2 separate regions of the Zea mays genome follow, and region 1 is linked to region 2. The links are chromatin contacts, called in public Hi-C maps. All regions are on one chromosome and are shown on one strand. The core of a region is the stretch at or near the end of the contact, and the rest is flanking DNA. Distances in the headings are between cores, read along the strand shown.

The links. A called contact is a pair of places that touch in the nucleus more often than the background predicts.
Region 1: a contact with region 2 is called in a Hi-C map of tassel, with 2.6 times the contacts expected there. The contact joins the promoter of LOC103648088 here to the enhancer-like site in region 2. A contact is called at or near these places in 5 of 25 Hi-C or Micro-C datasets (ear, endosperm, leaf and 1 more).

Annotation. Positions count from the first base shown.
Region 1 is chr2:232,784,390-232,787,793 of Zm-B73-REFERENCE-NAM-5.0, reverse strand. LOC103648088 (replication factor C subunit 1) reads right to left here and starts at 1,317. Exons shown (of 22, transcript XM_008672591.4): 1 at 898-1,317; 2 at 617-760; 3 at 1-336. The coding sequence starts at 900.
Region 2 is chr2:232,650,262-232,653,627 of Zm-B73-REFERENCE-NAM-5.0, reverse strand. No RefSeq gene overlaps it. Among protein-coding and RNA genes, the nearest start is that of LOC103648086, 7.3 kb to the right of the region's middle. Within about 2 kb of position 1,392, at least 18 of the 20 cell types and tissues checked have an H3K27ac peak or open chromatin away from gene starts, as enhancers often do. A contact at or near this core is called in ear, leaf and tassel, where this site is marked.

The DNA of each region.
Region 1 (3,404 bases), core at 68-2,567, 130 kb before region 2:
CCTGTCCTCATCCTCAGCATCATCAACACCAGTAGTCTTTGCAGGGGCTTCAACATTAGATTCAACTTTAAGCTTTTTTGAAGGTGGTGGCTTCACTGGAGTTTTCTTCTTTGCAGGTGCCACAAAATCGTCATCTTCTTCATCATCAAACATTTTCTTTGCTGGAAAAGGCTTGCTGTCCTCCTTGACTTCATCGTTGCATTTCTGAAGTTTTCTTTTAGCCGCACTCTTCCCCCCAGAGGCGTCTGCCATTTGGACATCTGAGTCCTTTTCTGCTTTTGACCCAAAATATTTGCTTGTCTTCCTTCTAGCGGAAGTATCATGGTCACAGGACGCCTGATTGACTCAAGATGTGGCATTAATAATGTCAGAACTTGGGCAGCACCAAACATTGTAGAACAATAATGAAAAAATAGAGAAGAACTGCTGTTAGCTTTGACCAAACAAACCAAACAAGGTGGTGCTCATTTGTTACATAATGCCATAGATACCATCGATGCAATGCTGAGGAAACTCAAAAGCCTTGTCAATAATCTAATCTAACTAGTAACTAGTAGGTCAAAACCAAATCTACGGCTAACAAGGCAACAATTACGAACACAGAGCAGAATCCTACCAATGCGGGGGGCGCCGACTTCTTCTCCGGAATGCTGAGCACGGGCTTCTTCTCAGCCGCCGACCCCGAGGGCTTCCCGGCGGCTCCAGATGCCGCCGCGCTCTTGTCCTGCGGCTTCATGAACCATTTACGGATGTCGGACGACTGCGCCCCCGGAAAACAACGAAAGAATCGATCAGGCATTGGAAGTCAAGAACAGGAAACGAACCAAGAAACCGCTAGCCAAACAAATCTCCGTGGAGGGAAGAATACCAGAGGGGGGGTGTCAAGAACGCACTCACCATCTCCGACGCAGCGAAGGATGGATCTCCCGGGCTCGGGAGACCGAAAAGCCGGGGGTTTTCCGGATTCTTTGCGCTGTTAGATTGGCGGGGGCTAGGGTTCTAATGCGCGGGCGGGCGGTTCTTGCTTCCCACGACCAATCCAGTCCTGAAGCGGACACTGGCGCCACAGCCTACCGAATGCGGATGAGGGGAAAGGGATGGGGAGGAGACGGATGATGAGGGGAAGCGGCGGCGGTGTGCGGCCTTGCCTGACGCTCGGGGCCTCGGGCTCGCGCGGAGGGTTTGGGGGAAAAGATGGGGGCGCGGCGCGCGGTTCTCTCGAGGCTGGCGGGAGGACCCGCGGTGGTGTGGAATGGTGGTAGCGGAGGAGGTGTGACACAAAATTGGCTTTCGGAAATAACACGTATGACCGTATGCAGGCCTCGACATAAGTCGTACCATAGTTTATCTAAATCGTCTTGTTTCTAGTGTTTTGTATTATAAACTGCATTATCTTTAAAATAGAGTTTAAATATAAATATAGAGATAAGCTACTAAAAATAGTTTAAGAACCAACGTCCAAATACCAAAGAATCAGGACAAGAATCAATATTGAAACCAAAACCAACCAAAAAACGAGTATCAAATACTTAATTGGGTAATAAATCTAGAAACCCAAAATAATAATTTCGGAGTTCTTTGTCTCGGATACCTGAAATCCTGAATTAGACTAAAGAAGTTGGTGTACCTGAAGCGTCCCGATCCTTTGGGACTCAAATGTGATACAATTACTAGTCCCAGGAGGCTAGTAATCACATTCATTACTTCAAATAGTTACAGAGTCTGAATAATGTTATTACAATACCGGGGATACAAGCTCGAAAGTGAGCCGAAACAAAATAAAGCGCAGTGGAAGATAAAATAGCCCAGGCCACAGGCAGAACTGGGTGAAGACACAGCCCCATCAATCAAGCATAGCAGAAAAGAAGTCTTCAGCTGCTGAAAAACATAAATAAATCTGGGTGAATACACTAGGTATTCCGCAAGCCCACTCGGCTCCCGTAAAGAGAAAGTGACCTATATTGTACATGCTTATTGTGGTGGAGTTGAAGTCACTCATACTTTTTCAGAGAAAGGCAGTACTCAATAGTTAGGGTTTTCCCAAAACAATAGAAGTAACACTTGCTTGACTACCACTGAGCTTCCCGCTCCCGTGGTACTACTTTCTTTCCAGAACATACACACACATTTCCCTGTTCCCAGTTGTGGTAGAAAACACTAATTGTCATATCATACCAGACTCGTCTATACCAGTGGACACGGACTATTCGAATAGGTTTAGACTCTGCGCAGAGGGGTACACTTTACCCACTAGTCCGGCTCTGCGATCTCATGGCCAATGAGACCCGAATCCGAAACTCTTTCCTTCCTTGTACGTCCGAACCTTAATGGTTATACCGGAAGGAGTCAGGCCACCACCATGTCCAAACCGGACAAAACATTCCCCTTCCTTATCCTCCCGGTGCTACCCCAGCCTTCATAACCCTGGGGTGGGACCGTACGAGTTCAGATTGAGTGGCTGCCCACACAGCCTCGAGTGGTTGTACTTTTTGGGAGTACAGGTAATGAAAGATGACAAACCGGTCCTTATATGAGAGGACGATCCTTCTGCTCACGCCTAAACCAGCTGAGCCAACACCTTAGACCCTCCCCTAAACCAGGGAGTCCCTGATCATCCCACTTCACTAGGTGATGAGGGTGAGTACCCATCATCGCACTCTTTTTGGAAAACATTTCACTTATACCCCTTTTTACTTGTCCCATATCTTTAATCGAAATAATAGTTAATGCGGGCTCTCTCATGCTTACCATGCAATTCGATTCCCATCCCATAATTCAGTCATAAGCAGTGGTAGAGAGAAATAGGTAAATAATGCATCAAGGGAAGGGTGGACTTGCCTTCGTCGAAGCTTTCCTGGCACAAAAGGTTAATCTCGGAGGGGTCGGGTTCCTGCCCTTCTTCCGGAGCTAAGAGTTCCGGAGGATCGGATCCCTCTTCCACTAATTAAAACATAGCCAAAAACAATACATCAAACATGGTGACTTTTGTGGAGTGTGCAAATTGTTATACTTTATTATTTTTGTGCCCTAATGATTTATTTAAACTATTTTTGGTGCATAAAATATCAGCATATAAGTATATATGGGAAAATGGGAAAAAGAAATGGGAAAAGAAAAAGAAAAAGGATTTCCTTTCCTTGTGGGCCGGGGGGATTTTTGGCCAACATGGGCGCGGGCGCTCGCGCGGGCGAGGCTGGCGGCCCAGCTGGCCCAGCTATGCGGGGGAGACGGCGGGGGACGGCGTGGAGGCGCGGGCCCACCAGCCAGCGAGAGAGGAGGGGGCTGACGGCGTTGGCGACAACGGAGGGGGGAAGGGGCTCGACCGGGGCCTGAAAGGGAAATGTGCCCTTGGCCCATTTCTAAGTATTTTGGTGATTAAGTGTCAACACAAGTGCTTAGATGTG
Region 2 (3,366 bases), core at 143-2,642:
AAGTTCTAGGTGCCATGTACAAGATTAATTAGGAGATTAATTTTGATAGGGTTTTCATATCAAAACAGAGACACTAGTTGATAAACAATAATATTACAAAATTACAGAAATTGGAATGGATCAATTTGGACTTAAAATGAATTAGTTATGAATTATACAAATTTCTGGAATTGATTTTTTATTAACAAACAATTTCTATAATTAATTTTCTATTTTTATTGTTTTCTGGACTGGGCGTAAAAAACAGAGGAACGCAGGGGTTACCACGCAAAACTTTCCCAAGACTCAGGATTCACCCCGCGCGGACGGCGGGTTGAATAGGTAAAACCCTAGGGTTACTTTTGAAAGAAGTTCACGGCGAAGGGGTATGCTTACCTCTGGGCCGTCAGATCGCGAGTCAAAGGTTCAGATTAGAAGCCCACTTCAATTGAACCGGTATGTCACGTGGTTCGCTAGATCTCTATCCTACGGTTCAAAACCGACCCCGCCTTCCTTCTAATCGTGATCGTATAACCCGAGATCGATGGTCTAGATTTGATAGCGTAAAGGGATGGTGTGTCCCAATTTGGACCGCCCATCACAGAATGAAGGGCCAGGAGGCCATCTTCATCCTCCCGCATATCAGCTTGGCGGAGATTACTCCCCACGGCGACGCTCCATCCAAGCACGGCCAGCAGGGGCCCCGATACCCTAATCCAACCCAAGTTCGGTACATACACTGGTAAGGACGAGGAGTACGGCATGGAAGCATTACCGGTGTCAGGATTTGAGGAGGTGCCCGACCACACCATGGCGCGGACCGGCGGTCTTCACCGACTCTGGTGACGAATTTGGTGCTTCCCAGGCACCGGATCCACACCAGTCCACCCTAGTGACTTCAGGGCGACACCCATGTAGTTCCCCAGCCCTAATTCGAGGTCACGCAGTTTGCATTTCCAGGTATCAACGGTGGCGGGCGTGGTTTGCTCGAGACAGCCGCCACCCGATCTCAATTCCTTACTGTTCTCTAATGGTGCCGCGCGCTTAGGCTATCTCCTAGCTGAGCCATGACCCAAAGGAGGAACGTGGCCGTATTTATGTAGCCCGCCGGCCATGATTGTAACAGCCCGCGCGGAGTTCGGCCATGGCGACAGAAGCGGGATTCGGATTTCCGTTGGCGAGATTCGTGGGGGAAGCGCGCCAGATGGGACGGCCCACAAGCCAGCGAGCGCAGGTAAGGCGAGGTTAACTGGGTCCCAGGATTCCAACCCCAACACCGCCATCCAACAATCGCGGCGAGCAGCGCGGGGAAGGGAAGAAGACCATCTGACAGCTAGGGCCCACACTGGCGCACGAGAGCACGCCCGCGGTCTGCCCATGGGTGTTGCGGACGCAAGCGCGAGGGGAGGCTGACCACTGGGGCCCACATGTCGACGCGTGAACCAGCCGAACACAAGATCAATTGGCCCGTGCAGCTAAATTGGTGTTGGGCCGTGGGAACCAAATTCGGCCCAAGTAGTTGATTCGTTTTTTTTATTTTATTTTTCTTTCCAAATTTAAGACTCTAATTCAAATTCAAATTCTGTTGAACTTAAGTTTTCCAAATATCCAATAAAAATCCTATTATTAAGTCGACGCCTATTATTTATTTATTTATAATATATATATGTTTATAGTGTATATTCTTTTTTTATTTTCTTCTCTTTTCTTGTTTCCCTTTCTATTGTCAAATTCTACTTTTCAAACCTAACTTGCCTCACAAATTTGAATACAGATGCAAATATAAAAGAACCTCAGCATGAAATGCATATTCCAGTATTTATTTGTTATTTGATCAATATATTCTCACTAATTGAATATGCACAAAGAAAAGAAAACTAGATAGTCTCTCAAGGTTCCGTGGTCCCAAAACAATTTTATATATGTATTTATTTATTTTATCATTTTTTTATCTTACACAATTTTAGGGCTTTACAGTCATCAGCCGGGAGTGCATCCATGGCCGGCTTGATGATGTTGGTGGTGGAGATCTTGGTGTGATCCTTAGAACCAGCCATCTATGGGCCGATTTTTAGCAGGTCTAGACACCTAATCCCGAGCGGAGTCGCCAAAAAGTATGTTGACACCTTTTTCGGGCGCCAAACACTCAACAAGAACCGGCGGCGGTGCTCTCTACACAGGCGCGGACGATCCGCGGCTAGGGGCCAGACGGTCCACGACCTGGTACAGGGGCTGACGTTCCCTGCCTGACGGCCGGACGGTCCGCGCCCTGGGGCCGGACGGTCCGCGCGTGCGCAGGGGGCGGCGAAGGTCGCCGGCGGCGCCTAGATCTCGCTCCCGGGAGGGACCCCGTCGGGGAGGAGAGATCCTAGGGGTTGTCTAGGCTCGGCAGACCGACCTAGACTCCTCTAATCGACGTAGAGTCGAAGAGAAGCGGAGAATTTAGGGATTGGAATACTAAACTAGGGCTAAACTAGAACTACTCCTAATGCATAAGGTAAAAAACGAGTAATAGACTGGATTTGATCGATTGTTGGGGGTTTCAATCGGCTGTAGCCCTTCATCTATATAAAGGGGAGGTCTGGATCCGTTTCCAACTGTTTCCCGAGTTAATCCCGCGGTTTTAGGTAACAAATCCCGCGAGAAACTAGGAACCCTAACTGACTCTGCGCATGCGCGGACCGTCCGCGCCTCCACCGCTGACCGTCCGCTAGGTATTTTTGGTGCCCAACACCATGTATGATGTATCTTCTCAATTCTCTTGTCACCAAATCAGTCCTAATGAGTAACTAGGGCCCCTCTTTTCTACTTTTTCGATACATGTTTACTATTAAAAATTTGGAATCCCAATCAAAGTGATATAGGAGTTTAATAGATTTATAAAAAACTACATATATCTCCAATCCAATCCAGAATCTCTTTCTACCCAAGATATTTCAGATTTCTACCATCCAAAATTTTCAAAATACTATCCAAGTACCACTGTTTATAAAATGAAATCATTTTCTATTCTATTTGAATGCTTCCACCCGACTTGTCCCTCGACTCCTACCCGATGAGCAGTGGCTAGGGTTTACCACCGCCTCCCTCCACCCGACTCCAGCGGTCGGTGACATGGCTTAGCTATCCCAAAACTGGCGCACCTCTTCCCCGTTGAAAGTATCTTGGCCCCTAATTGCTTTTGATGATTAATGACAACACAAGATTATTATGACTAACTTGTATTTCACAGCTATACGGTAAGTTAGATCACATTGCAGAAAATTAAGCTTCAACAAGTGAGAGCACCCCCAACGATGGAAATCGAGGAGATGGCTAAGGAACAATGCTTAAAAGGTTAAGGACTGCTAGTTCTAAGTGTTAAAGATGTTGTTGGACATTTTGTAT